Regions from separate parts of the Mus musculus genome. Here all the other regions are linked to region 1. A link is a contact called in public HiCAR-type and promoter capture Hi-C data. All regions are on one chromosome and are shown on one strand. Each heading gives the region's core, a stretch centred on a gene start, on an enhancer-like site or on the middle of the called end of the contact. The rest is flanking DNA. Distances are from core to core; before and after follow the strand shown. Region 1 holds the start of Zfp184 (zinc finger protein 184 (Kruppel-like)). Region 2 holds the start of Slc17a2 (solute carrier family 17 (sodium phosphate), member 2). Region 3 holds the start of H3c2 (H3 clustered histone 2). Region 4 holds the start of H1f6 (H1.6 linker histone, cluster member). Region 5 holds the start of H1f4 (H1.4 linker histone, cluster member). Region 6 holds the start of H4c4 (H4 clustered histone 4). Region 7 holds the start of Btn2a2 (butyrophilin, subfamily 2, member A2).

Region 1 (4,004 bases), core at 988-3,487:
AAAATAACAGTTTATTTTGCTGCTGGATTTTAAAACCAGGACTAAGCAAAAACTACCACTGAACCACCTGTTCCTCTACTTCTAAAAGCTCTTTTTATATTTTTGGTACAAATACTTTAATAGGCAAGTGTTTTTTTGTACCTGGTCTTTGCTACTTTGCTACTTGTGGACTCTTCTTTTTCCCACCCTTTATTCCCTTGGTTTCATCCCCTATCACTGGATAGGAGAGAAAGAAGGAAAGAGAGGGGGGGGGAAGGGGAAGGGAGAAGGAGAGGGGGAGGGGGAGAGGGAGAGATCTGAATCTATTTTTTTTCTTATTTCTTCTTGAGCATGACTAACAAACTACAACCAATCTGAATGACCACCAACCACCAACCCCACCTCTCAGTGCCCTAGCGTTTGAAAGGTTCCTAAAATCCCAAACGTCACATAGTTGCAGAAACAATCTGCAGCTGGCAAAACCATGCCTCTGCTAGAGCATGAGGTAAATCATAATCAACTGCTTTGGACAGTCTGAAGCAGCCTCGTAATCCCACACCTGGGATTAAAACTAGAACACATTCTTATATTTCTTAAAAAAAAAAAAAAAAAAAAAAACAAAAAAACAACCAAAATTCCAAAATTGTCATTACAGTTTTCAAATATCTCCCAGTCTGGATTTTTCAGTGTAGTAAACAGACATGTGGTTGACTGTCCTAACCATGAGAATATATGAAAGATGACTGTAGCTGTTTCCCATGCACCTCACTTCCATCTGAGTCATCACTAGAATCTAATGTCTATATAGCATCCATTTTTTAAAGGCATTTGAGACTTTTTAAAAAATAATTTATTTATTATATGTAAGTACATTGTAGCTGTCTTTAGACACCAGAAAAGGGCCTCATATGTTACTACAGATGGTTGTGAGCCACCATGTGGTTGCTGGGATTTGAACTCAGGACCTCCTGAAAAGCTGTTAGTGCTCTTACCCGCTGAGCTATCTCACCATCCCCAGCATCCATCTTTTAAGAATAATTTAGTTTAAATGCTATAACTCAGTAATTCTTCTAGCTTCTACTCATAATCAAATTTCAAAGTCACTTTCATGTGTCCAGGCATTTATTTCAACAGAGCCCCATTCCCAGAACCAAAACCTGTGAGGTGCTCCTAGCCAGCAAACAGAAAAGCTAGTGTTAGAAGTCTGGTCCTAAGCATGCAGTCTTCTATAAATTCTAGTTCCAAGGGCTCCTACATCCTTTTCTGGACACCAAAGCATGTCCCTTCACATATGCCCACAAACAGACACATAAAATCAATTAAAAAAAAAAAACTAAACATGATTGCTGTTTGCATTCTCTTTTTTATCGAATGTCTTGTTGCAACCATTTCTCTAAATATCATCCCCTTTCCTTAAAGTTTTCATGTGTAGCATTATCATTTCCAGGTCTGGTGCTCTCAGCTAAGGAGGGGAGCCACTTTAGCCCTTCTGTCAAATAACTGGGGAGGAACAGAAGCCCTTAGATGAGTGGGCCACATCTTTGAAACATAAAAACCTATTTGTTGCAATCTTCTGTGTTCGTCTAGAGCACTAATGGATATGCTTTAAGTGCTAGGCAAGGAAACGTGCAGTATGTAAAATACTGTACCATCACCTTCTCCCGGCTTCTTTAGTATTTAAAAAAAAAATGAGAGTCGTTTTTCGAAGACATGAAAACGAAAAAATATTTTCAAAACGACAAATACCATATAAATGAGAATGCAGACCAACCAGGTAATAAAAGTAGGGTTGAACGATGAAATGTACGCTTGCATTTTGAAATTCTCTGTGAGGGGAGGTCAGATCCTTAGGAGGTGGAGAAGGTGGATCAGGATTTCAAGGCCAGCCACATGTATATAGCAAGTTCGAGACCAGCCTGAGGGGCATGGTACTGCCCCCAACATCTCCGCCCAAAACCCTGAGGGTGTGTGAATATTGGTTACAAACGCTATATATGGCCACCTCTGCTCACAATCCAAATCACTGGACACAAACGGTAGGCAGGTTCAACCTCCCGAGCCACCAGGAGGGACTGCAGCATTTGTGGAAACCTGGGAAAAGTAATTCAGAAACACTGCGCGTTGCATTCTGGGAATTGTGGTCCTTTGTGTTCCCCGGTGAGGCGCTCCTGTGTGTTGCGGGGAGGGGGAAACCAAGGGAAAGGGTCTACGCGACCGGAAGTGACCGCTAAGCCGACTGTGGGCGTGGAAAGGGGTGGGCGTTTGGCTCGTCCCACGGCGTAAACTCACAGCCTGAGTTTTGATGACCATCCCAGGTCATCTGGATCCAGGATCCTTGGAGTGCGTCACAAGACTGGAGTCCAGGTATCACCATGGCAACCACCAGCGCCTTGGGTGTGTGACGTCACCTTGCGGGCTCGCGTAGTGCGGCATGCGCGGGAGGAAGCCGGGGAGTCAGGGAAGGGGGCGCGCCTCCCCTCGGCGTTGCCGGGGACCGCGGGTTCCCCAAGGCTTTGTTCCTTTGTTCTGGGCCGGGCCAGCAAAATGCGGAGCAGCCCGCCTTTCTGGTGTGCCCCGCAACAGGTGTGTCTGGCCGCCTGGGAAAGTGGGAGATCGCAGACCCTGTGGAGGGCGGGTGGCCAAGACTAGGTGGGCGCCCAGAGTCTCTACTGCAGCGAGGCAGAGCTGTTCGCTCCCTATTCACTTTTTGTTTCTTGTAGCAATCCAAACTTCCCCTGTGCACGTCCGATCTTGGACAGGACCTCTTGGCTACTCTGTACGAGTCTGAGGTGCGACTGTAAGACGCGTGCTGCAGAGTGTATCCTGTGCCTGGTAGGCCAGTCTCGTAGAGCATAAGACACCTACTCTGGAAGGAGAGCGGGACATCCAAGTCCCAAACTGAAGCTGCCCAGGTATCCACGTGTCCAAGTTCTAGCGGAAGACGTAGAGCTCCTGGGATGGCAGGTAATGGCAATGGCCAGGGCAGAGAGGACTGGTGTATGGCGAACTGAGAGGTGGGAGGAAGAAGTAATGTGGCCAGGGGTAAAGAAACCTAATTACATCATCGAAAGAGGCTTGAAAGAATTAATTCTGAGTTCTGGACATCAGAATTTGAAAAGGAACAACAGTTCAGAATATCTGATCCTCTTGACATTTCTCTTTTATTACATTTCCGAATAGAAAACTTTAGTCAGAAAAAAAAAGGTGTTTTAACTTATTGCAAAGATTAGTTTTGAAATATCTTGCAGAAAGCAATTTTTTCAAGCTTGTTCTGGTGCAAGTGTGTGTGTGGACTTAAACTCACCATTTGGGTGCAAATGTTTCCTTGTTTTTTAGTTCCTTTTACTAACAGTGCCTAGTCCTGTAACCTGTGTGTAGATCTTAAAAGCACCAGATACTGTCAGTAATTTTACAATGATGCCGTTACCTGTGAATTCAGCTGTTAGAACTCCTAAGTTCCCTGTCAAGCAGCCTAAGTCTCATTTCCTATGATAGGTCCATATAAGATCGCTAGACTTCTTTGAGTAGTCTTTTCCTAGTTAGCATATTTCTTACATTGCAATGCCTAAAACTAAACAGTTCTTTAAATGTCCTTTTAAAAATACCTAAGAGTATGATCTATTACTATCTTTCCCTTATCACATTTTTGTTAATTTTTTTAAAAAGATTTTGTTTTATGTGTATAAGTGTGTGCTTGCATGTCTTTACTTTCGTTAGGTATGGGAGAGTGTCACTGAATAAACTCACTGGGACCCACAAGGTTTTGCGTCCTTAGTGCTGGGATTAAAGGCATGCACTATTATACCCTACTGTTTACTCATGCTTTATGTGAAGCAGAGAGGACTCAGCAAGAGTGCCTTGCTTCATCAATGAGGACTTCACATTTCTCTGTATGAACCATGTGAAGTGTCAAGAGACAAAGATGAATATTAAGGCAGAGTTTGGTTTTTGTTGTTTGTGTGTTTGTTTGTTTGTTTGTTTGTTTCTGCTGAGCCTTCTCAGGATGGTACAGAGGCCTCAGTTGA
Region 2 (4,004 bases), core at 984-3,483, 1.9 Mb after region 1:
TACAGCCTCACTCAGTGGACTTTGAGCTCTGTAGATCGTGGGCCAGGCATTAAATCAAACAAATTGACATTCTCAGAAAAGAAGCATCATGTGTGGAAAAATACCAAATTAAAAAGAGTTAAAAAGTATTGCTGTTAATTAGGGACAGTTGTTAACAATCTAGAAAAACCTACATTTTTAAGACTTCACCTATTTTTCTATTATTCTTGATGTTTATGAATGTTACAGATGTAAGATATTCAACTTTTTTTCTAGTACTGGGGACTAAACTGGAGGTATCCTGCAAACTAGAAAAGCAGTCTACTACTGAAATATATCTCTAGGTATTTATTATGTAGCTCAATGAACTCATAATTGTCCCACCTAAGCCTCCCAAAATATAAACAGTCTAAGTGTGCCCTGTACTGAGTTTGCTTATCAGTAAAGTGTTATATAAAAACCACAGCATGGTAAGGAGTTTGAGCTAGCTCCAAAAACTTTGACTTTTTTCATTGTGTGTGTAACTCAGGAATTCATTCACTCTATAAGCTATTGTTTACTTAGAGCTTACTGTCTTCTTCTATTCAGGCTTCTGTGAACTACCACAGAATGCCTCTGGAGGGAACTCAATTCATCAGACACTTTGACTTTGATCCAGTGTAACGCATTTTGGTCTGGTGTCTTCTAGAACTGTAAGAATAAGCATATATTGCTTTAAACATTCCAAGCTTGTTACTGATTTAATATAGCACTAATTATGGGAGCTAGAGAGATGGTGTTGCATGGCAATGTCCTGCCAGATGAACATTCATCTTGAGGGAAGTTCCTTAAGACACAAGATGTTCCAAGAGAGGTAAAACATTACATACTGCAGGGAGCCTTCTTAAACAATTCAAAGGTTTCAGGAAATCCCTGAAATTTATCAGACACATTAGGCCCCATCCAGTCTAAGTATAAATATATAGAGACAAGCTAAGCAGCCTAAAAGAGGCTCAGGGAAGCTTAGGTATCTGTGTAGTACTCTCCAGGTTTCTGAATTCTCTGCGCTGTCACCCATCCTGGGCTTGGCTTTTGGAGTTGCAGCTCTTATAAGCAACCCCTAACCTCTACTCCTTGTAGGTAACCGAAATAAAACTCAGGGGTTTTCCATGTTGTATTTTGATGGTATCCTTACTTTGGCCAATCACGTGTTCCCAATCTGAGTGAACAGCTTTTTGTTCATGTCTCCCCCAGAAAATGTCACACAATAGATGGCTCAGTGGTTTAAAGGGCATTCTGTTCTGGAGTACTGAGGTTAGTTTCCTGAACCTTCTCAAGAGAGGAGTCACAGGTACCTGTAACTCCAGTTCCAGGGTTTGGGGGGCTCCTTAGGTACCCACATGCATGCCATACAATCACACAAACAGACACATAAATAAAAATAAGAAAACTAATATAGTTTGGATTTTTTAAATAATAATAATAAAAAGAAAATGAGTAGGGACCAGTAAGACTGGCTAAGGAGCTGGGCAGTATAGGCTCTTTGGGGGACCATGATGATAGGACTGGGGTCAGAGGCTCAGCTGGTGCTGAAACGCAGAGAAGGCAGGTCTTCACCTTGTTTTAAGAAGGCCAAGAGACTAACTAGAAAGATCTATCACCAGCCACATTCCAAAACCTAAAAGCCACAAAACAAACCCAAGAGTCAGGAGTCAAGCAAAACCACATCAGGAGGACCCAGAGAAAATGGAGGTCGGGAACAGGGGAATTCTCAGTCACAGTTCACATCTGTTCACTGTGGACACCAGAGGACGGAAGGCAGTCTAGCTGATTGACTGGATCCCTCTGCAGGACCATCTCGTTCAGGCATATAGATGTTAGCAGATAGACGTCATTTCATTCGTCCCATCAATCTCTGGGCATTGCGCCCATTTCAACCCTGTTTCTTCATGTAGAAGCCAGTTCTAGCAGGCGGGGTGCTTTGTCTGCAGACGAAGAAAGCTCTAGGAGCAAAGGTGGGGATGACTTCAGAGATTCAGGCTAAGGAGCCCCACTGCTGCTTGCATTCCACACCTCTTTCCACTTTCAGCGAAGTGGCTTGTTGACTGAATGTCTGTGTGCATAGTTCAAAGCAGAAAAACATAGTGACACCGTTGAGATACTCACTAGGTCGGTGAGAACTTGAAAGTGAAGTTAAAAATTAAGCAGCCACGCCAAATGCAGATTCTCTGTCCCAAGAGCACAGGGTCAAACCTGGCGGTGTTTGTTCCCACGTGACTCATTACGTTTCTCTGCAAAGAGAGGAAGATACAGGAACACCTTTTTTCAAGGTAGCTTTCTAGTCTAGAGCTTTAAATACTACTTTAATGGTGATGGTAAGTGTTTTTCTTCTTGTAAATAGGATGTTAATTATGAAGCTATCAGAGATGCCTTCAAGGGAGGAAGTAATGTTAAGAGAACTCAAAAACACACCAACTGCTGTGTGAGGACCTCCATTGGGAATGGTGTCTGGCTCTGGAGAAGAGGCTTTCTTACAAAATAACAATCCAATCAAGACTCTAAGGTTTGCGAGGCCACTGGTGTCAAGGGCCACTGTGGATCGTGGTCACTAGCCGGAGGAGTATCACACTATCGGTGAGTATTGGCTGTGGTATGTAGATGTGTACAACTGGCTTTGGATGAAACACTGAACCAGAACAGACAAGGTTGAGCTTCGTGAATGGGCTTAATGAGTCTTTTCCAGTTTCAATATACTCGATCTTGCCTCTCAAGATGAGGAGACTGGCAGAAGCCAGATTAAGATGAAAATCAAGACAACTGACTATTTCTGGAAGGCTTTCTGCCTTTGTACAGTTAAGAGGAGACCATGGTAGGTGCCTGTAATGACTGGTAGCCATAGAGGACAGGATTTAGTGAGGATGGGTTTCTCTCTTGTCCTAGCGGAATTGCAGAAAGCTACACCTGTGCAATTGGCTTTTTGGCATAACTCTGTCAAGAATTTTCCCCTTGGGGTCTTTAAACATTTTTTTAGACTGTGATTTAACTTATAAATACATTGGTTGAGGGACCTCTCAGTTCCTCAGAAAAGTAGAGAGGTAATGAGTTGCCTAGCACTCAAGGGATATTTTTACCCTCATGTTCTTTTCAGTCTGTGGCGAGATGAGCGCTTTCTCGTCCAAGGCAGAACACACTTTAAAATAGAAGTTTAAAACAGAACATTTTATTAAAATATTTTTATTTGCTCTGTGCCTGCATTTGCTCATGAATCTGAGAAGTTCTAACATGGAGTGAGTGGGGGCATGGTGGCTGTCACTGCTGCTGTTAATGGCAGTGACATTTGACAATGTAGAACTCCTTGGAGGAGCGCACCTCGGACTTCTCCTCATGCAAACAGTCCCATGAAGTAATATTGTCCTCTCTTTTCCTCTGAAACAATTAAGGCGCTAAGAGTTTATGAAACTTGCTATGGTTTGTACAGAGTGGAAATTGAGACTCTGAACTTCTGGCTCCTGATATTTGAACAATATGCAACATTTGCTTTGTTTAAATCAGGAGGCTGGGCTGGCAAAATTATGCAAGATAAGCAGGTTGTTAGGGGAAATCAAAGAGTATTAGAAACATTATTGCATAAAGTAATGAGTTCTAGACTAAGAATAGAATGAAGCCCCTTATGCAACTCTGTCTGTATCACCATTCCCCTCAAATAAAACCTATTCCGTGTGCCTTATGCCTAAGCATAATGTCTGTGTTCCCTTTTTCTCCAATACAATCTATATTGTCCCAACCCTTTTTTAAATATAAATTAAGTTCGACTTAATCTGTACTGTGTGAGGCTATACCTGAGCTGTGTTTCTAGGTCTGCTTCCCTGAATGGGAAGGTCTTTGAAATTTTCCATGGTCTTGATGGTTTACAGTTACAATGAGTGTACTGTCTTCAGTGACTCTAATGGCTTGTGATTTCATGAGCCCTGGTGGCTGTTTTGAAACATGGTTTTCATTATCTCATTATGGAAAGACTAAAGTTTGGAATGGCCAATTTTTATACT
Region 3 (4,004 bases), core at 889-3,388, 1.8 Mb after region 1:
CCTTTTCCCCAGTCTCTATTTTCCAGGTAGTTTAAGGATAATTCAACCACGATAAAGAATAATTTGGCATGCTTATACTGTCTTTGATATTGGTGGAGCTAAAAGAAAGCCTGCCATAGAACCTAAAATTATGTACCTAATCCGTTATGAGAAGCCCACCAAGGATGACCATTCAGAAACAGTTTGTAGCTGATTGAAATGATTTATTCCTTGTATTGAGGATCACATCCTGGTATCTCACTCTGCTGCTAGAGGGAGAATTTTTTTCTGTTGTTGTTGTTGTTTGTTTGTAACAAGCAGTTTAAAAGAAGCTACATTAGCTAGGGAATCTTGAACTCTGGTTCATAAAACAGTTGGGTAATATTCTATAAGATTCTACGTCAAGATCAAGAAGTAGTTAAACCTGAAATGGCCTTACCAGGAATACAAGATGGAGGAAGTGCCACACTGACTTTCCTTGTCATAAAAACACAATTCTAAACCCTGAAAACAGGACAGTAGCTTAACAACTCAGAAACACTCCTACTCTATATTTCAGAGTTTCTAAAACTACAAAGACCTTGATGAAAACAACAAGAAAATCAGTCAGTTACTTATTTCCATTTAAGTAAAAACTGGAAAAGAAAGTAAAAAAAAGTTCTTAACTATTAATCATGAAAACCAGAGTTTAAATCCCAGAATCTACGTGGTTTTTATTTTTTAAAGAACGATATGAAAAAGGACTGGATGCGAAAAATAAAATGCAGGCCTTTATGCAAATGAGGAGCTCAAATTCTGGCTTTCTATTGGGTACGATATATTAACCAATGGGAGAAACACAAACAGAATACCTCCAGTTAGTATAAATGCTTGCTGTTCAGTTGCAGAATTTACTATATATTCTTTTCCTTTCTCTGCTTTGCCTTTACTGATACTTAAACGCATACATGTCTGGACGCGGAAAGCAGGGTGGCAAGGCCCGCGCTAAGGCCAAGACCCGCTCCTCCCGGGCCGGCCTGCAGTTCCCCGTAGGCCGCGTGCATCGGCTGCTCCGCAAGGGCAACTACTCGGAGCGCGTGGGCGCCGGCGCCCCGGTGTACCTGGCGGCCGTGCTGGAGTACCTGACGGCCGAGATCCTGGAGCTGGCGGGCAACGCGGCCCGCGACAACAAGAAGACGCGCATCATCCCGCGCCACCTGCAGCTGGCCATCCGCAACGACGAGGAGCTCAACAAGCTGCTGGGCCGCGTGACCATCGCGCAGGGCGGCGTCCTGCCCAACATCCAGGCCGTGCTGCTGCCCAAGAAGACCGAGAGCCACCACAAGGCCAAGGGGAAGTAATCTGGCGATTGTCTGTACTGCCCAGTTGAAAGTTAACCAAAACAAAGGCTCTTTTCAGAGCCACCCACATCTTTCCATAAAATGAGCTGCCACCTCGTGAAACGTTCTTCCACTACAGTTTTTATACTACATATGAAAAAGTTACGAAGTAGCTTTCAATCTTAGTAAATTGATTTTAATACTGTTAGTCCCTGCGATAAATCTTACGACCTTCCTTAGTTTGAGTCAAAAGTGTGTAAGAGATGAAACCTTTAGAACATACTATATAAATTTTTAGTAGAAATTTGGCACCCAGGTTTGTCATTCACGTCACGATTGTCTAGAGCATAATGGTAGTAAGGGCTAAGGGCCATTAAATCCCACTTCCATAGTTTCGGCAGTATTTTAACTAACATGATCTGCCTGTGTGTATCGGTTTGCAAATATTTGATTTTAGAATTGATAAACTACATTTATTTAAACTAGGTCTTGCAAAGCTCACAAAACCTACTTTAAATTTCTATGTTCACTTGTTTGATTACCTGAATTGAGTTTTCAAAGCTTGAGACAATTTGATGTATGTATGTAAGTAAAATTATGTAAAACTTTCTTATGTAAAATTTCTGTTCACAGGAGTTATATACACTACAGTGTAAAATTAAAGTGATAGCAAAGATGGAGGGGAAGAGAGGCGGAGAGTGTGCATGTTCTGAAAGCTTTTTAACCAGGATTTAGAAGCAGAGGCTGACCAATCCCAACAAAGCGCGGGCCCTTTGAATGTTCTTCGGTCCAATAGCGGATAGTCTGATTGTATAAAAGGTGGACAGCGCCTTGCAGCTCACTATAGTGTCAGTCTATTTTCCCTTGTTAAAGTCATGGCTCGTACTAAGCAGACCGCTCGCAAGTCCACCGGCGGCAAGGCCCCGCGCAAGCAGCTGGCCACCAAGGCCGCCCGCAAGAGCGCCCCGGCCACCGGCGGCGTGAAGAAGCCTCACCGCTACCGTCCCGGCACCGTGGCGCTGCGCGAGATCCGGCGCTACCAGAAGTCGACCGAGCTGCTGATCCGCAAGCTGCCGTTCCAGCGCCTGGTGCGCGAGATCGCGCAGGACTTCAAGACCGACCTGCGCTTCCAGAGCTCGGCCGTCATGGCTCTGCAGGAGGCGAGCGAGGCCTACCTTGTGGGTCTGTTTGAGGACACCAACCTGTGCGCCATCCACGCCAAGCGTGTCACCATCATGCCCAAGGACATCCAGCTCGCCCGCCGCATTCGTGGGGAGAGGGCTTAAACGAAACAAAGTGCAAACTGGAACCCAAAGGCTCTTTTCAGAGCCACCCACAGTTTCTGTAAAAGCAGCTGTTACTTTTCTACTGTCTTGGAAACTTTGTTTTTCAAAGATTTATCTAGTTACAAAGTATACTGTTGCTTTCTTCAGTAGGCATCAGTTCTCACTTCAGTTGTTGCTGGTATTTGAGCTCATGTCCTGGAAACTGCCTTTAAATTAAACAGTAATTTACATATTACAATAAGTGGCCAAAAGTAATGGACTGTCAGGCTTTATGTCATAAGCATTGCCTGTCTTGATTCCTTTTTGGTCTGTTCTTGGGTTTTGTCTTTTTTTGTTTTTGTTTTCGTGCTATATATTTGTGCTCTCTTGTGTAATTTCCACTACAGGTCATATCCAGGTGTCTTTTGTTCACATATTTCTGGTTCCAACACTTGTCTGTCCTGAAGCTTGTGCAATGTTTACTGTTTTTGCTGTTACTCATTGAAATCTAGTACAAAACTTAAAAAATTTTGTTTTCTATGTTTTAATAGATGCTGAAAAGTAGTATTTCAAGTTAAATACAATTTACATTATGCTGGGATATTTCAAGCAATCGTCAGAAATTTTTAGTTTTTGTAAATTTTTTCACTATATTTCTGAACTTTAAACTACAGAGGCCTCTCTACACAACCTCTCACTCCAGACATTGGCTCCCATCCCTTTCCCACTACTTTCTTACATGTAACACTGCCTATATCGGGAATGTGAATAGACAACAAACTACCAAGATTTAACTTGTGGGTGATTCGTGTGGATATATTTTCCAGGGATAATAATAGCAAATACAACAATGACATTAAAACCTGGCTTACAAAATGATAATTTATTTTAAATCACATCTGCACTCCCTGATACTCTTCCATAGATTAAGTGGGGCAGCAGGATCACAAGTTTGAAGTCCCCTTTGTTACAGAATGAGTTCAAAGACAGCCTTGGTAGTTTAGTAAGACCTTGTCTTGATATTAGAAGAGACTGGGGTCCAGGTCAAAAGGTATCACACTTGCTTAGCTTACCTATTAAACAAACCAAACCAAACAAAAAGGAAGAAAAGGTATATGTCTAGGTATTTGATTTCCTAGAGGCTGCTGTAGATAGCTCTGCCTGGCAACGATATGTCATCCACATATGGTGTCTTATGGTCATGATGTCCCTTGAATGCCCAATATCTAAACATTTGGTTTTTGCTGTGCTGGCATTCATGTCCCCTGCTTAGCTGTTATGAATAAATTATATATATATTACTCTCCTCTGTAACAAAGTAGTGTTTTAGGTACAGTTTGCTGAAAGGCAGCAAACTTGCTATTTTTCTGTAAGAATCAGATGAGCAGTCTTCAAGGGTCTGGCTCTTCTTGCCTCATTGTCCTTACTAGAAGCATGCATT
Region 4 (4,004 bases), core at 750-3,249, 1.8 Mb after region 1:
GGATTTCCATGGACTAAGACCCTGAGCTCCGGCAGTAAAGGACATTAAGGCAGGAAGTTCAGGAGACATGAGCCTGAAACCTTCACCTCAGTCTCAACTCCAAGGTCTAGTTCATGGTTTTGACGGATTGAAAGTCAAGGGTCAGTAGAAACGTCTCAAACAAGAGTAGCAAGGCAACTTACAAGCTGCTTAAGGACAAACACGTGACTTTGAGCACAAATGCCAGCCCTCCCCTCTCACCCCTAAACAGTATGTCTCTCATAAACAACCCTGGGAGTTCATTCCCCAAAGGAAATTCTTGAAGAGAAAGAAGTAACCTCTCATAAAATGTAATTAATTATTGACCTGCTTTATTAAAATTTAAACATGAAACATGGTTGAAGTTCAAGTGCAAGTTCAAAACTCATCACACACACACACACACACACACACACACACACACACACCTGCAGTGCTAGATTTGAACGTAGACTCAACTCATGCTAGACAGGCACTTTACTACCAAGACTCAGGACCAGTGTTTTCTGCACCATTTTTATTTGGAGACAGTATCTTATGAAGTTTACTTACTCTACCGTCCAGGCTTGGTTTGAGCTTGGATCATCGATCAAGTAGCTAGGGTTACAGTTTGGCGCACCAGGTCTAGCCAATTAAATGTTAAGACAGAAGCACAAACCTTTTACTGAGACACAGGCACCTACCCACTCTCATTTTTCTCCTTAATAAACAACTTTTCTTCATATTGCTTGAACTTCTCTGTAGCATAAATTGAGATCCCTGCCTCACAAGTGTAGGAATCTCCAGAAAGAACTTCGGCTGTGTGGTTACTGCATTGAGCCATATGTTCGGCGACATAATCACACTACACCCTGTCTTAGCATTCCCCATAATGGACTGGCTTTTATGCCTCCCTTCTACTTGAGTATCATGTTCCCTCTTTTTTTTTTTTTTTTTCTCTTCTTCTTTTGACATGTTATCATTTCCTAGCCCAAGGTGACCTCAAAACTCACAGCAATCCTCCCTCCCTAAGGAGGGAATTACCAGCAAGTTGCCACCATGCCCAGCGGTGAGCACATTTATTTCCAGACATGTTCCATGGATAAAGCCCCGGAAAGAACATTTCTCTAACACATCTGCAGAGACATCTACTAGACTAGCTATGTTAAGAGATTGGAAACTGTGATTCCAGCTTTCTAATGTTATAATTAAGGGTTCGGCACCGTGTCTGCTCCTCTAGAGGGAGATAAGACATAGGAAGTGGGCTATGGATGGTGTTCAGTTGGAAAGGAGTAGCAAACTTCTTCGACAATAGCCCTGAGACTGGCTGATTTGACCACGTAGGTGCCATGGGTAAGATGTTTATAACCGCATCCGAAGCCCTTCTCTTGAGATTCAGGCGGGGGAATAGCGAGCCTCTCACATGCTCTGTGGAGTGTTTATTAGGTCATGCTCCCTTCAAGCAGGCCTCACCTTGGAGTTTTGGGATAATTCTAGGAACACCGTCTAATTCCACAGTGAGACAGTCAAGACATCTGTGTTACTTCCATCACGTATATAAATAATTTCAGTGAGAATTAGGGCCTGCATAATTGATTTTCTTCACTAAATAGAAGCCACATATGTAGAAGACCCCTCCCAAGATGTTGGATACATTTTCTACTAAAAGTTACTTTTGAGTTAGCAAAGAAAAGAGAAAGTTTTCTTCTTCCTTTTGAATTTGATTGAAAATCAAGGACTTTTCCCACTAGTTCTGGCATGCAGGTACATTTGTCAACAAAGGGTAAAAAGTCGCGTGGAATCTAAGTCCCCGTGGGTCACCTGGTGTCATAACCTGAGCAATTCTGCAGTGAGCAGATATGCAAGATTCTACTTTTGGGGGGAAAAGAAACACAAATGCCCCTCCTCCGGGGGCGGGGGAGGCACCTGGGGATGCACCAATCACAGCGCGCCCTGCTCTATATAAGCGCCCCCCCCCCCCGCACGCCCCCACTACCCCATCACTGTTGGCTCTCCTTTAGTTTTCACTTGGTGTAGTTCTTGTCCAGCTCTTGACCATGTCGGAAACGGCTCCTGCGGCCTCAAGTACCCTTGTTCCAGCTCCTGTGGAGGAGAAACCTTCATCTAAAAGGCGAGGGAAAAAGCCTGGCCTGGCCCCTGCTCGCAAACCTCGGGGTTTCTCAGTTTCCAAGCTGATTCCTGAGGCCCTTTCCACATCGCAGGAACGGGCAGGAATGTCCCTTGCTGCCCTGAAGAAAGCCCTGGCTGCGGCTGGTTACGACGTGGAGAAGAACAACAGCCGTATCAAGCTGGCCCTCAAGAGACTTGTGAATAAAGGAGTCCTGGTGCAGACCAAGGGCACTGGCGCCTCAGGCTCCTTCAAGCTCAGTAAGAAGGCGGCTTCTGGGAACGACAAGGGCAAGGGCAAGAAATCTGCTTCTGCCAAGGCTAAGAAGATGGGCTTGCCCCGGGCCTCGAGATCTCCCAAGAGTAGCAAGACCAAGGCTGTCAAGAAGCCAAAGGCTACGCCCACAAAAGCTTCTGGGAGCGGAAGGAAGACCAAAGGGGCCAAGGGCGTGCAGCAACGTAAAAGCCCCGCCAAAGCCAGGGCAGCAAACCCCAATTCTGGGAAGGCAAAAATGGTCATGCAGAAGACCGATCTGAGGAAGGCAGCAGGGAGGAAGTGAGTTTCAAAGCCAGTTTTCAAAAACCCAAAGGCTCTTTTAAGAGCCACTTACATACTTCTTAAAATGGCCAAACACTTTGAACCAAAGTTAAGGTGGGCAGTTACTTCAGGTCGACCTGTCGTTGAAACCCTAGAGTAGAATCCTAGGGTCCCTATGTGTAGAATATTTCCAAATTTGGTTGTGTATTTGTGGCTTTACGCCAGAATAAAGGTCACCATTGAAACACACAATGTCTTTTATTCTAGAATAAAAGTCACCATTGAAATACACAATGGATGTATTTCATTCTAGAAACACCCTCATATCAAAGGAGATAGAGATAACGCCAGTAGGAGCTTCCACTCTGAAAAAATACTGAACTTACTCTTTCAAACAGCAGTAACTGGCATCCAGGCTTTCAAAGGACCACTATGAACCCAGATATTCAGTGCTTAAGCTAGAGGTTATATTTATTTTTCTTGAGTTGTATTTTTAGGATTTCCTCAGTGATGGATAAAAAAATAAAGCAAGCAGTTAGCAAAAAAACAGAACAACAACAACAACAACAACAACAACAAAACCCTAAAGTTTTTGCAGTTGTGCGATGTGTCAACAAAGATCTAATTTTGTTCTACTTTTAGAAAATAGTTCAATACTATTGATCTAACAGTTATTTTTGAAATGTTTTATGTATTTTATGAGAATAGCATGTAGGCTTCAGGAGAATGACAAAAACCATATTAAAAATTAAGGACTTCTTTATGAAAATGTTAGGGTTTGAGTTCAATGCCCCAACATAACAAAAAAAAGCACTGGGGAAGTCTGGGCTGAAGAACATAAACAAAACAAACAAAAAACAAAAATAACTCATCTTTTAAAGTGATCAAGTTTTATGGAGTGCCACAAATATTAAATTCACATTAAACTATTTTAGGCATTGGTATGAGGAATGACAAAAGATCATAGTAAGGTGGCTTGAGAGATTGTTCAGTCAAGAACACTTAATGCTTTAAAAGAAGTTTGTATATCAGAATACACAACAGCTGGCTCACAACAGCTTCTGACTCCAACTTCCTGGAAATAACGCCGCCCTCTTGTGGCAGATGGCAAACATGGCACACCCACAAGAATTTAAATTATCAAGCCACTGCACAACTAAACTGTATATAAACATACCATTAGGTGGTCCCTAATATAGATTATGTGTACTTAGGCCTTATTAATGGTATACAATTAATAACAGCTAAGCGTCTTCAGTTTCTGTAGTAATCAGCCTTTGCCTTGCTTAGATACAATGGTTCCTGCTCTCTCCTGAGCTTCTAGATGGCTCCAGAAGGGAAT
Region 5 (4,004 bases), core at 616-3,115, 1.7 Mb after region 1:
TAAAGTCCTTGAAATCATTCGTGCAAATGCGCACTTGGTTTGTTTTCTTGGTAACAGGCTTGGTGCTCTGCCAGCTTCCTGGGCAATGCAGGAGAATGGCAGTCTGGATCAACTGAGATATGACGGTTACTCGCTTTTTGTAATGCGGCACGATGCAGGCAATGTGCTTTAAAATGTAATTGATGCCCATGGCCTTGGATAAGATGCTCATGTTGGGGCTCACCTGCTTCAGCACGTTGTACACTTGCTAGAAGCTCTCCTTTCAGTAGCGTTTGCGCTCCTTGTCCTTCTGTTTGTTGATGGCAGCTTCTAAGAATCCTTCTGTGGGGCAGGCTCGGACTTCGCCAGCTCAGGGATTGTGTAAAATTTAACTCCCTCCCTTGGGCACACTAAACATTTGGTAAAATACCTACTCCGTCACCAGTTAACACCACATTCATTTACATTACGCAGTATTCAAATGAGGTTAATAAGATTTCTTTCAGGATTGGGTTAGTTTTAGTGTTTCGTCACGAACAGGAACGTAAACGACACTTGAAGGTCTACTGTCTCATTGGCTGTCTTGTCACTTCGCTTTCACCAATCGGGACGTACGAATTAAACTGCACAAATCTGCTATAGCTAACCTATTTAAGCACGATCGCTATCAAACATGGGGGAACACAGAAAAAAAAGTACTCTAGTTGGGTTTGTATGCTTGATTTCAGCAGTCAGAACTGAGATGAGATGCGGGTGGGGTTGTCAGGACATCGATCCTGCTCTTTACGCACTGAATCGCTCAATGCTTAAGATTCTATCTCTAAATCATTCTGCTATCTCCCTTAAAAGTTATCGACGTGGCAGCCGGGAGTAAACTACTTCATTCCCATGGTCTCTAAGGGTCACTTGTGGGATATGAACTTACCCACCACCACCACACATACAGGAGATTATGTACAGACCTTCAGATAGCTAAGCTAGAGTTAACACCATTGCGCACACCCACATATCCCCAGCCTCCTCTGCTAAGCTCAGCCCACTAAGGTTTGTTCCCACCCTAACCACACCCCCTGTGAATGTGCAACAGCTCTTTTACTGAGAGTTGTGGGTGGCTCTGAAAAGAGCCTTTGGGTTGTTGGGCTTCTAAGCAGTTGGCCAAAGAAAATTTACTTTTTCTTGGCTGCGGTTTTCTTTGGCTTAGCTGCCTTAGGCTTGGAGGTTTTTGGTTTGGCCGCTTTAGGCTTTACCGTTTTCGCCTTGGCAGGGCTCTTGGGCGCCTTCTTAGCCTTAGTTGCCTTTGCCTTCTTCGGGCTCTTAGCTTTTTTGGCTCCTGCAGCTGCAGCTGGCTTCTTCGCTTTCTTTGGAGTCTTCTTGGTGCTCTTCTTGGCGGTGGCTGTCCCCGCAGCCTTCTTGGGCTTCTTGGCTGCGCCCGCAGGCTTCTTCGCCTTGGCCGCGCCTGCCCTTTTTGCTTTGGGCTTAGCCTCACCGGAAGCCGCCTTCTTGTTGAGTTTGAAGGAGCCGGAGGCGCCGGTGCCCTTGGTCTGCACCAGGGTACCCTTGCTCACCAGGCTCTTCAGGCCGAGCTTGATGCGGCTGTTGTTCTTCTCCACATCGTACCCCGCGGCCGCCAGCGCCTTCTTGAGCGCAGCCAGGGACACGCCGCTGCGCTCCTTGGAGGCGGCCACAGCCTTGGTGATGAGTTCGGACACCGGGGGTCCGGAGGTTTTGCGCTTCGCGCCACCTGCGGCCTTGCGGGCCTTCTTCTTGACGGGTGTCTTCTCGGCGGGGGCCGGTGCGGCGGGCGCAGCAGGCGCGGTCTCGGACATGGCGAAGCGTGTGAGGAGAGAGAACTCGAGCCGGAAGCAGAGGGACTGGCCAGGACTCGGGCCGCGGCGCTGCGCCCGCCCGTTTATATAGGGCGGAGCTGCGCCGTGATTGGTGCGCTGTCCAGCCCGCCTCGCTGGCAGCCGCGGAGTGTCCTCTCAGATGCGGAGTTGTGTTTGTTACACCTCAAAAAAAGCCAAAAATGTCAAAATTCCCTACATCGAATTGCCCGATTTTTAAAAAATAATGTTCCCCGAAGTCTCGGGCTTCATGCACATCTCAAAAAGTGAGCAAAGCATTAAGCCTTCTGCCAAAAACTTGCAATATTTCCTGCGGTGTTCAGCAAATTTCAACTCAGAGAAACAAAACTTTCTATTTTCTTCGTAAATTATAAACTGATCTTGGACTGTACAGTTTTCTGACCCATCAAAGACGATTCTCCAAGTGGTTAGCTTCTTGTGTAGCCCAAAACCTTGCCTTTGGCATTATGATTTTTATTACAAATCTGCACTTAAGTGAAGGAAGTAACACAGGCTCCTCCGAGAGTCCTGCCTATTGAGCAGAGGGCATTTGAGTTCATCAAACTGGTTTAGTTCAATGCTTAACAGATTATTTACCATTTTGAGTTAAATTCTTCTCTCATAGGCCATGAGTCTATATATCTATGGTTTTATTTCTGCCGCTTCTCCTAAGTTTTAAAATAATTTCTTAGTATAATTCTTTTCTTTCTGTTCCCATGGGTTGGGGGCGGGGCTGTTGCTTTTCTATTTCTCTGGACAAACTACTCCTTTGGGTTGAGGTACCTCAAATTCAGAGTACTGGGGTCGGGGGAGAGTACAAAACATACTTATGGTGCAGACATAAAAATGACTAATTTCCAAGAAACATATAAATGCTGTTTTCAACGTCTTTGGAAATGAAGGTGGGATTTACTTTGAGGAATTTCTCTTGGGTCTTGCATAGTTCTTCTGACATGTTTTAGGACTAAATTGTAATGTGGTATATTAAAACTAGATAACTGAGCCATTGATCAAGAGAAACACACATGAGAAATATAGCTCAGAACATCTCTACTGCCTTCGTTACAGAATCCTAGCCCCGTTACTGAACAGCTGTTCTCCATATATGGCTACTCCTTATGGAAACATGGGAATAATGTTTCGTGGATCTCCTCAGGGTAAATGAGGGGTTAAGATTTAATCTTAGAATCATATTTGAGAAGACATTCAAACAGATTCAAAGACATGCCTTGAAGGTGTTAAATGGGTTGTTTTATTTATGTAGCTGTTCAACCAAGGTAACGACTAGGAGATCAATGATAATCCAGTGTCAGTAATTATTTCTGGGATGTTTGGTTGGAATTATATTCAGAAATTACAAGACTCCCACTACAGAGACAAGATACATTGTTATATTATAAAATAGTATATTATACAATAGTATAAGATACAATGTTTACAATAGTGTAAGATACAATGTTATGTTATACAATAGTATAATGTGATGGCTTTTGTTTTGTGATACAATTGTCTCTAACATCACATTATCAATTCTACTATCCTAAACCTCCACACACAAAAGCAATGCAAACAGAGGAACTCAGCAGTTCAACACAGTGTCCATGAGGCATTTTTAAGATCTTGTGGTATTATCTTTAATGATGAATTTTATATAAAAGTGATTCATATTATCAGTATTTCTATGCTATAATGTATATTTTCACCTTCATGTATTAACAAATGCAAACTTTGGTATTCATTAAAACTCTGAGCCAGAGCAGAGAAACTGTATGGGTGTTTGATATTGAAAAGTGGGGATTTAACCCCTTTTTGTTAATAACAAAAAAAAAAAAACTTCCTGCAAATGGTAGAACACATTAGTATTTGCTCTCCAATATCTTTTTTTTGGTTTCTTGTTTCTCATTGAGTTCAAGATGGGGGCAGGGATTAAACTCCCTGAATTTCGAGACAATTCGAGTCCTCTATGCTTTCCCCTTAAACTGCTTGCTTGGCAGAGAAGGCAATGAACCTTGCCTATCATTAAATCAGGTACTTTTTTTTTTTTTAAATAATGAGATAGGAACAATATAAAAAAAACTTTATTATTTTACATTAATCTGCTAGGCAAGTAAGCAATAGCAAAATTACACATGTATATGTGAATCTTCATTCTTGTATTTTAACTACAAATTACAAACTCTT
Region 6 (4,004 bases), core at 785-3,284, 1.6 Mb after region 1:
TACTCCTTAAAAAACTATTCTGACTTTTAATGCAACTGTGTATCTCTGTTCAACTTTTTGTTCTTGGACAGAAAAATGTGGGATCTTTGGGAAATCTACTTGTATTGACCTAGGTAGATAATTCATGTCAGGTATGATAATTCTGCTCATGAGAAAATGAAGGATTATGAAAATTCCTATAATCTTTCATGTTTGGGAGATTTACCAATACAGAAGAAAGAACAACACGTTTCAATGATAGGAGTAGACATTAAAAGATCCATATACTCATAAGGCATATGGATGTGACAATTAAATTAGGATGGCACCCTCATACCTTGCAAAGCAGAGTGGAAGGAGGGTTCAGTAAGGACTGTGCCTCCAGTGCTCTCGGGTCTAGTTTGAAAGATTTCAAAGCTGATTTAAGAGGAATATCTAGTTTTACACAGAGGTTATTGGCCCATGACCTTAAAAACATATCCCCATTATTAAAGACACAGACTTGATTTAATCTCTGTAAGGTTTCACATCTACCCCTAAGAGGACTAAAATTATGTTTGCTATTTATTTCTCTATAAAAAACCTGTAAGAATAATTGAAAGACAAAAATAGTCATTTCCAAACTCTTGGACATCTCTAATAGATCATTTTAAGGAACACAATTTCATTTCTACAAGCATGGAGTCCACTCCTCCCCCATCCCCATCCACCAACAAAAGCTTATATAGCTCAGCCTATCCTCAAACTCACTATGTTCCTGAGAATTATCTATACCTGACCTTCCTGCTTCAACCATCCTATGCAGTGCTGGAATTACAACAGTGCATTGCCACCAGCCCATTGTAGTCCCCAAGATCAAACCCAGGGTTTTTATATGCATCAAGCACTTCACCCAGTAAATATTCACATGCAGTTTTAATGTTTCTCTATGAATCTCCAGAAACTCAGAGTCTTTGAATTCTGTGGCGCTCTTCTTGAAGAGTGATTCTAAAACATTGCTTTGGGTCATCCACTCATTCACAGAGCAGAAGAAACTGTTCTTTTCCTTTCTAGAAGAGTAATGCAGATGTGGAAAACAATACAGCATGAGTATTTACTGTATTAGCATTTTATGGAAGTATTTGGTTAGATATTAGTGTGTGACTCTTCATTAGTACATGAAACCACCAAATCCTTTGACTAAGAACTGTCAGTGTGAGGTGGGGGTGCATGCATGATATTTTGAGGTACATATAACTATGATGTGCTAAGGATAATAGATTTTCTGTGCAATGTTTATTAACTAAAAAACATACATGCAAGAAATCCTGAGATTCAGTGAAAGCATAGTAAACATAAAGAGCAGCCCCTTTCCCCCATCCCTGTTCCCAGAGCTCCTGATGTCTATGTGTAATTCAAGCAGAAGGCCCACACCTTTGGGATGCATATCCTTTACATCTTCTAATCTTTCAGCGCTACAGTCCTGTAACATTTTGAGGTTTTACTTCCCCCTGGTCAGCCTGAATGCTAAAAAAAAAAAGTTCAGATTCTTAGGCATACGTACCTAAGTCAATAAAAAGTCTCAGAACAGGAAATAGTAAGTGTTCTTAAAATTGTACTTAAAACCTTGGATTCAGTGGTCCTAAACCTTCCTGATGCTGGGACCCTTTACTACAGCACCTCATGTTGTGGTTACCCTCACCCATAAAGTTATTTCACTGCTGCTTAACTGTAATTTTGATACTGTTATGAATTGTAATGTAAATATCTGAAATAATACGGGGGGTGTCCCGATTTATAGGTTCACGAGACTAATAACATTACTTTCTATTTGGTCTGATAAAAGACAAATTTCTTTTTTCACAATACATAAATTGTCACTCTTGAGGGCAATGTGTTGAATTTTCAACTGCTGGCTCTGCTCTTGTCTTAGGACCCGCCTTGTCTCCTCAGCCTTTTCATAGGATAAACGCCAGAAGGGCGGGAATTGACCATGGTTCACGCCCCCTTCCCTTCAGGTTTTCAAACAGGTCCGCATTGGTATTATAAAAGCCAGGAAGGCCGCTTGTTACAGTCACTGGCTAGTGAGCTTCCTTCCTAGTTTGCTAACATGTCTGGACGCGGGAAAGGCGGCAAGGGTCTTGGTAAGGGTGGTGCTAAGCGCCACCGCAAAGTTCTGCGCGACAACATCCAGGGCATCACCAAGCCCGCCATCCGCCGCCTGGCCCGGCGCGGAGGAGTGAAGCGCATCTCCGGCCTCATCTACGAGGAGACCCGTGGTGTGCTGAAGGTGTTCCTGGAGAACGTGATCCGCGACGCCGTCACCTACACGGAGCACGCCAAGCGCAAGACCGTCACCGCCATGGACGTTGTCTACGCGCTCAAGCGCCAGGGTCGCACCCTCTACGGATTCGGCGGCTAAACGTACTCATTTATTTTTCTTCACCCAAAAACCAAAGGCCCTTTTCAGGGCCACTACCTTCTCACTTAAAGGAGCTGCTCTTAGGTGGTTTTCTGGAATGGGGTGGGTGCTGGGACTGGCTCGATACATAGTATCTGTTTAGGCAGGTCCACCTGTCTATCTTCAGTATTGATAGCCTAAAAGCAGGCCTGTTGTCTCATTCTTTAATGCTGACATTCTCAGGAGAGGGCTGAGGGTCAGTCAAGATCCTTTTTTCCAAGTCCCTTAAGGTATAGATGCTATCCTGTCTCAAAACCAAACCCTCTAATCAATCCAGGCCTTGGAAACCTAGGAACACTGAATTATGTTCAAGTTTTCTAACCTGGAGCTTTCTACAATTTCTTCCCCTCCCTCCTTTCATTCTTTCCATGTATTCTGTGTAATAGCCCTGGCCTGGAACTTACTCTATACACCAGGCTCACAGATATCTTCCTACCTCTGCCTCCCACGTACTGGGATTAAAATCGTGGTCCACCACACCCAGCTTTCTCTAACTTCCTAATCTGTAAAATAAGCACCAGAGATTGACGTGTAAATCTTCTATCTATTCCTCAAGGAAAACTTCATATGGTCCAGGACTTCATTAACTTTCGTCAGCATTATCAGTTGTTCCCAAAGAGTCACCAGAGAAGAAACATCAGTGTCTGCTAAGAACTTAAAAAATTTTTTTTATTTGTGTTTATATATTTCTTACCTTTATATACACTTTAGGGACTAAACTCAGGCCACCAGGCACACGGAGCACATGCTTTAGCTGTCCCTCCAGCCCTTCCCTCCAAGAATTAAAAAAAAAAAAAAAAAAGACCCAGACCTTGTAGTCAATAAAAACTTGGGTAAATATCTTCAGTATTTAGCTTCAGACCCTGGGACAAGTTAACATATTTTACATATCAAAGCGGACCTGGTCTCCAGGTTCTCCCAGCTTCCCACAGTCCCTATCTGGCACACCCTGCCCCCAACCCTGAAATTTCTAGCCCAGGGGATGGGCTGCCCTTCCCCCAGAGGCTCTTCCTTATGTAATTCAGACATTTTGGTCTTTCTGCTTTTTCTTTCCTCCCACATTTCCCCTTCTCTTCTCTCCTGGTGTATACCCCTTCTCTCTTTCTTTCCTCCAACCTCTGCCCATGGTGACTTCCCTGGCCTTGGGGCCAGTGAATTCTTCTGAGAGCAGCTTCCCAATAAACCTGCCTTTAATATAATCCAATCTGGCTTGAATCAGCTTATTTAGCTGGAGGAGAAGTAACTTACCAATCGATATGTCCTTCAACAAGCTCAACAGTCAATACTCACATCCACTTTTCTTTTGTTTTTCTATCTATTTTAAAGTAGAATCTTCTCTGTAGGCTGGCCAAGCCTCAATAGGAAGCTTAGGTAGAGAAAATTTGCACACAACAGAAACTGGAGGTGTCATGGGGAATTTCAACCAGTGGGAAAAGATTGAAAAACAAAACAATAACCAGAGAGGAACTGTATGAGGGTGGGCTTTTTGTTTTGTTTTGTTTTTCAGACAGGGTTTCTCTTTGTAGCCCTGGCTGTCCTGGCAGGCTGTCCTGGAACTCAGAAATCTGTCTGCCTCTGCCTGCTA
Region 7 (4,004 bases), core at 800-3,299, 1.5 Mb after region 1:
TAGGCAGGGGGTCCTGACCTACTTGAGAGTCTGTTAGAAGCCAACAAGCAGTATCTTCCATGGCGTATTCTACACTTCTTTGGCAATAAAGTTAGTTCCTTGGTTGGAGGTAACGCTGTGTGGGATAGCAAGCAGTCCTGCCTTCAAATTCCTATCTTGACTTCCCGCAGTGATGGACTGTGGCTTGCATTTGTACCTAATTAAACACTTCCCTTTCCTACGTTGCTTTTTGAGAGCGTATTTATCACAGCAACAGAAATGAAAGGCCACAGGGGCTTCCTAGTAGGCTGGTAGCTGTGGTTGGTGGGCAGCATTTCTGGGAACAATCCCCCAAATATTTCAGGAACAAAACACTACCCATGCGTGTGGTGCACACCCACGATCCCGACACTGAGGAGATGGAGGCTGGAAGATCAGCTCTTCAAAGTTATCTTCAGCTTTATAGCAAGTTCAAGCCCAGCCATGAACAAAAACAAAATAGTCACCCTGAGCATAAAGTATAGATCCAATGCTCAGAGAGACTTGTTCTTCAGTACAATGCCTGAGTGTGGCACAGACCCAGGATTCCAACCACAGCCTGTGCATGCTAGGCAAGCACTCTACCGAGTGAGCCACATTCCTAGCCCCCTTGTTTTGTTTCCTGAGATAGCATCTTATTATGTACCCCTGGCAGACCTTGAATTCCTGGCAGTCTTGTCTCAGCCTCTTAAGTTTATAGGTGTGTACCTCCACACCTGGCAAGGCATTTATATTAATATTTGATTATGTGGTGTTAAACAAAATATATCATTCAAATCTACGTCATCTATTTTTAACTCCTTTGAATGTTGCCACTTGGACATTTACAGATCTCCTTTGATGCTCTAGCTATATTTCTGTAGGACAAAATTGGGATAAATCCAGTGTCCTCATTCAGAAAGATGAGCCAACACAGCTGCAGTCCCTATTCCTGTCTCTGTCTATCAGGAGAACTGTGGCCATTGCTTTCTGAAAAACTGAGAGGAGCAAGAAGCCTACAACTGTACCTGAGACCAGCACAAACAGGCTGAGGACCAAGAAGAAGAGAAGGGAGGCTATCGGGCAAGAACGCAGGGAAGTTGTAGGCTCCATAGGTCTTCAGGACAGAGTCACCTAGGTCACGTGTGGACAGAAAACCTAGAAGTACAGAGGATAAATCACCCACGGTTCTCATGTACATGACACCTTTTTGTCCCTATGCTGGTCTCATGAGCACTCAGACTTCTGCCTTAGATGGACTCTTGCCCTATGGAACTGGTTATACCTTAATAGTTGGATTCACCAAACATTCTATTAAACAAACAACATAAGCACCAGGCAGGCAGTTTTCTGTTGTCTTAGGCTCAGTTGTCTTTCCAGAGTCCAGTTTCTTCAGCTGTCATTTGATATTCCTCCCCCTCCCTCCTCCTCTTTCTTTCTTCTTGGGCTTTCCTCCTCCTCCTCCTCCCCCACTCCCTCCTCTTCCTCCTCCTTCCCTTGTTCTCTCTCTCCAGCCCCTTCCCTCTTCCTCAACCTCCGGGTCTTTCTCCTACTTCTCTACCCAGTTCTTCCTCCTCTTTCCTCCTTCCCTCGTCCCAAGCCTTCTTTCCTTCCTCCTCCCCTCCCCCCTCGCCTTCCCTGTACTCCCTCCTCCTGGTGAACCTCAGGTAAAACTAGGTAGGTGAGACTACCCCCCCCCCCCCAGGTATTCTTTCCAGAGTCAAAGATCTGGCTTTTCCCTCCCAGCAGCCTGTGTTGTGACACCCTACCCCCACCCCCTATTCCTACAGCCCCTGCTAGGACTCAGAGCGCTCCCCATCCCCTCCCCTACCTTCTAGAATTAACTGCGTTTTCTTTTCTTCTCTGACCCTCAAATGCTGATTATCTTGCCTTTTCTCTACTCTCCAACTTGTCGCTGAGCACAGTCGCCACCAGAGAACAAACTGCTACAGTAGAGAGGAAAGAATTTTCTGTTCTCCATTACTTGCAAAGTGCTGGGACTCGCGACAGCAGACCTCGGAGGACCCATTCCGCGTGCAAGTCTCACAATTTCCACTAAGCAGTTCAGAGCCCGGGATTGGCCTGCCTTAAGTCATCAGCCAATAGTATTCCTATGTCTAGCAGTCACTTGTTACTAGGTAGCATACACAGAAACAATCCTTTCTCCCTCCTGTCTTCCTTTCCCTTGTGCCCCTTTCTTCCCTTCCCTCTTATTGCTTCCCTTTCATGCGCTCCTTTCTTCCCTTCTTCTTCCCACTTGAGAGGTCCTAGAGTTGGGCTTGGTGTCCAGAGGCCTCATCCCTGTGTGTTGAAGTGTGTGTGAAGAAGGGAGTAAGGGAGCCAGATGCAATCCGGGTGTGCTGACTCACACCTTTAATCCCAGCACTCAAACTCTTGGATTAACTCTTTTGGGACAGGGTCTTACTAGCCATGGCTGATGTCAAACTCACAGGCCTGTCTCTACCTCTGCATGCTGGAATTAAAGGCATGGAATTAAAGTCACGCCTAGCTTGATTAACTCTTAAGGGAGTAGACAGTGCTAAGACTTTGTTCTTTAGTTTTAAAAAGTCTCCCATGGGCTGGAGCTATACTCAGTGGTTAAAACTACTTAGTGCTTTTCCAGAGGCCAGTTCAAGGCCAGCCTGGTCTACAGAGTGAGTTCCAGGACTGCCAGGGCTACACAGAGAAACTCTATCTCAAAATCCGAAAAAGGAAAAGGTGTTGGTGGAGAGCAAGACTCAGACTGAGCAGTAGAAATGGGTTACACTTGCTATGATCTCAGTAACGACCTCACTCCCTTCAGACCATGTATTGGTCTGCTGTCTCAATTCTGTTTCTTCTCCCTTGGAGTAGACTACCCTTGGCTGGTTTTTCAGCAGTCTGTCACGATCTATGAGGATTCTTTTGATTGTCTTCAGAGACCTAAGAGTCATCAAGAGGCAAAACTCTTTTCAGTTAGAAGCAGCCAGATCAAGTTGATGCCTATTTCCTAAATGGTTGTAAGGTATCTAGTGTGGTCACAGCAAGCTTAGAGGTCACTGAATCTCCCTGTCTCATAAACAACAGCTCTTAAAAACAGGAATTAAAACAGGACTTTGATGACTGTTTTTTAAAAAGGGCATTTGAATGGTGTCTCTGGCCCTTGTTGAACCTGACATTTTGAACTTCTAGAAGGATCATGTATGTTTGAGCAGAGGCTTTCTTTTTAAATGATCTTATTTTATGTATTTTATATGTGTGAGTATGTGCCACATGTGTGAGGTTGTCTTGGCGGGGGGGGGGGGGGGGCAGAAAAGGACATGAAATCCCCTGCAACTCAGTTGCACTCAATGCTGTGGGTGCTGGGAGTAAAACCCCCGGGCCTCTGGAAAAGCACTAAGTAGTTTTAACCACTGAGTATAGCTCCAGCCCATGGGAGACTTTTTAAAACTAAAGAACAAAGTCTTAGCACTGTCTACTCCCTTAAGAGTTAATCAAGCTAGGCGTGACTTTAATTCCATGCCTTTAATTCCAGCATGCAGAGGTAGAGACAGGCCTGTGAGTTTGACATCAGCCATGGCTAGTAAGACCCTGTCCCAAAAGAGCTAATCCAAGAATGCCTGGCTATCATCTGGACAGGAAAACCTGCCTCAGGAAAGCTGTCTGTTGAGGAGACTTTAAGAAATAGTATAAAAGCTGCTTTAAAAAGTAAATTGGTATAAAGGCCATCTCTTCATTCCTGAGAGTATTTTCTTCCATAATGGTCTGTCTGCTATCATCTCCCCAGTACTCCTACTTAACCTTTTATAAACTCCATTTTTCTTCTACATTATACTTCCTATATACATCTGAATTCTTTTGGAGAAATCACAAAGCTCAGGGGAGCTAGAAAGTATGCAGAGTGAGTCCCTAGCAACAGAGAGACAGCTCACTAGAAGAGTACGTGCCTAGTGTCTCTGAGTCTATTGCTTTAATCTCCAGTATTGCAACAAAAACTTCCATATATTTGGCTGGCAAGATGACTCATT

The links. Promoter capture Hi-C pulls out the DNA fragments that hold promoters and counts their contacts. HiCAR-type assays count read pairs that join an accessible place to other places. Capture Hi-C pulls out chosen DNA fragments and counts their contacts.
Region 2: a promoter capture Hi-C map of hippocampal neurons shows a contact between it and region 1, with 3 times the contacts expected there. The contact joins the promoter of Slc17a2 here to the promoter of Zfp184 in region 1. A contact is called at or near these places in 1 of 39 promoter capture datasets (hippocampal neurons) and 2 of 9 other capture datasets (adipose tissue and liver).
Region 3: a contact with region 1 is called in a promoter capture Hi-C map of pre-B cells, with 7 times the contacts expected there. The contact joins the promoter of H3c2 here to the promoter of Zfp184 in region 1. A contact is called at or near these places in 12 of 39 promoter capture datasets (the 3T3-L1 cell line, the SN4741 cell line, cranial neural crest and 8 more), 8 of 484 Hi-C or Micro-C datasets (CD4 T cells, cortical neurons, muscle stem cells and 3 more), 9 of 115 datasets of contacts at active chromatin or transcription factors (cardiomyocytes, double positive thymocytes, embryonic hindbrain and 6 more) and 3 of 9 other capture datasets (adipose tissue, liver and macrophages).
Region 4: a promoter capture Hi-C map of pre-B cells shows a contact between it and region 1, with 7 times the contacts expected there. The contact joins the promoter of H1f6 here to the promoter of Zfp184 in region 1. A contact is called at or near these places in 8 of 39 promoter capture datasets (the 3T3-L1 cell line, cranial neural crest, hippocampal neurons and 4 more), 5 of 484 Hi-C or Micro-C datasets (CD4 T cells, cardiomyocytes, frontal cortex and 2 more), 8 of 115 datasets of contacts at active chromatin or transcription factors (astrocytes, double positive thymocytes, embryonic forebrain and 5 more) and 3 of 9 other capture datasets (liver, macrophages and pancreatic islet).
Region 5: a contact with region 1 is called in a HiCAR-type map of astrocytes, with 6 times the contacts expected there. The contact joins the promoter of H1f4 here to the promoter of Zfp184 in region 1. A contact is called at or near these places in 4 of 39 promoter capture datasets (cranial neural crest, embryonic stem cells, liver and 1 more), 3 of 484 Hi-C or Micro-C datasets (CD4 T cells and uterus), 5 of 115 datasets of contacts at active chromatin or transcription factors (astrocytes, embryonic forebrain, memory CD8 T cells and 2 more) and 3 of 9 other capture datasets (adipose tissue, liver and macrophages).
Region 6: a contact with region 1 is called in a promoter capture Hi-C map of adipose tissue, with 8 times the contacts expected there. The contact joins the promoter of H4c4 here to the promoter of Zfp184 in region 1. A contact is called at or near these places in 9 of 39 promoter capture datasets (the HPC-7 cell line, cranial neural crest, embryonic stem cells and 6 more), 8 of 484 Hi-C or Micro-C datasets (CD4 T cells, liver, pre-B cells and 3 more), 16 of 115 datasets of contacts at active chromatin or transcription factors (astrocytes, a beta-TC-6 cell line, double positive thymocytes and 10 more) and 3 of 9 other capture datasets (adipose tissue, liver and macrophages).
Region 7: a promoter capture Hi-C map of hematopoietic stem and progenitor cells shows a contact between it and region 1. The contact joins the promoter of Btn2a2 here to the promoter of Zfp184 in region 1. A contact is called at or near these places in 16 of 39 promoter capture datasets (3T3-L1-derived adipocytes, the C10 cell line, the HPC-7 cell line and 10 more), 1 of 484 Hi-C or Micro-C datasets (embryonic stem cells), 9 of 115 datasets of contacts at active chromatin or transcription factors (double positive thymocytes, embryonic forebrain, embryonic midbrain and 3 more) and 2 of 9 other capture datasets (adipose tissue and liver).

What each region holds. Positions count from the first base shown.
Region 1 is chr13:21,942,857-21,946,860 of GRCm38.p6, forward strand. It overlaps Zfp184 (zinc finger protein 184 (Kruppel-like)), which reads left to right and starts at 2,238. Exons shown (of 6, transcript NM_183014.1): 1 at 2,238-2,343; 2 at 2,700-2,943. The coding sequence starts at 2,937.
Region 2 is chr13:23,804,760-23,808,763 of GRCm38.p6, forward strand. Slc17a2 (solute carrier family 17 (sodium phosphate), member 2) reads left to right here and starts at 2,234. Exons shown (of 12, transcript NM_001377113.1): 1 at 2,234-2,592.
Region 3 is chr13:23,750,207-23,754,210 of GRCm38.p6, forward strand. H3c2 (H3 clustered histone 2) reads left to right here and starts at 2,139. Exons shown (of 1, transcript NM_178203.3): 1 at 2,139-2,634. The coding sequence starts at 2,174. The coding sequence ends at 2,584. H2ac4 (H2A clustered histone 4) reads left to right here and starts at 882. Exons shown (of 1, transcript NM_175660.3): 1 at 882-1,386. The coding sequence starts at 927. The coding sequence ends at 1,319.
Region 4 is chr13:23,693,812-23,697,815 of GRCm38.p6, forward strand. H1f6 (H1.6 linker histone, cluster member) reads left to right here and starts at 2,000. Exons shown (of 1, transcript NM_010377.3): 1 at 2,000-2,734. The coding sequence starts at 2,055. The coding sequence ends at 2,684.
Region 5 is chr13:23,620,693-23,624,696 of GRCm38.p6, forward strand. It overlaps H1f4 (H1.4 linker histone, cluster member), which reads right to left and starts at 1,866. Exons shown (of 1, transcript NM_015787.4): 1 at 1,085-1,866. The coding sequence starts at 1,805. The coding sequence ends at 1,146. It overlaps H2bc6 (H2B clustered histone 6), which reads right to left and starts at 402. Exons shown (of 2, transcript NM_001177653.1): 1 at 224-402.
Region 6 is chr13:23,579,534-23,583,537 of GRCm38.p6, forward strand. It overlaps H4c4 (H4 clustered histone 4), which reads left to right and starts at 2,035. Exons shown (of 1, transcript NM_175654.3): 1 at 2,035-2,436. The coding sequence starts at 2,069. The coding sequence ends at 2,380.
Region 7 is chr13:23,486,808-23,490,811 of GRCm38.p6, forward strand. It overlaps Btn2a2 (butyrophilin, subfamily 2, member A2), which reads right to left and starts at 2,050. Exons shown (of 8, transcript NM_175938.3): 1 at 1,829-2,050; 2 at 1,026-1,155. The coding sequence starts at 1,110.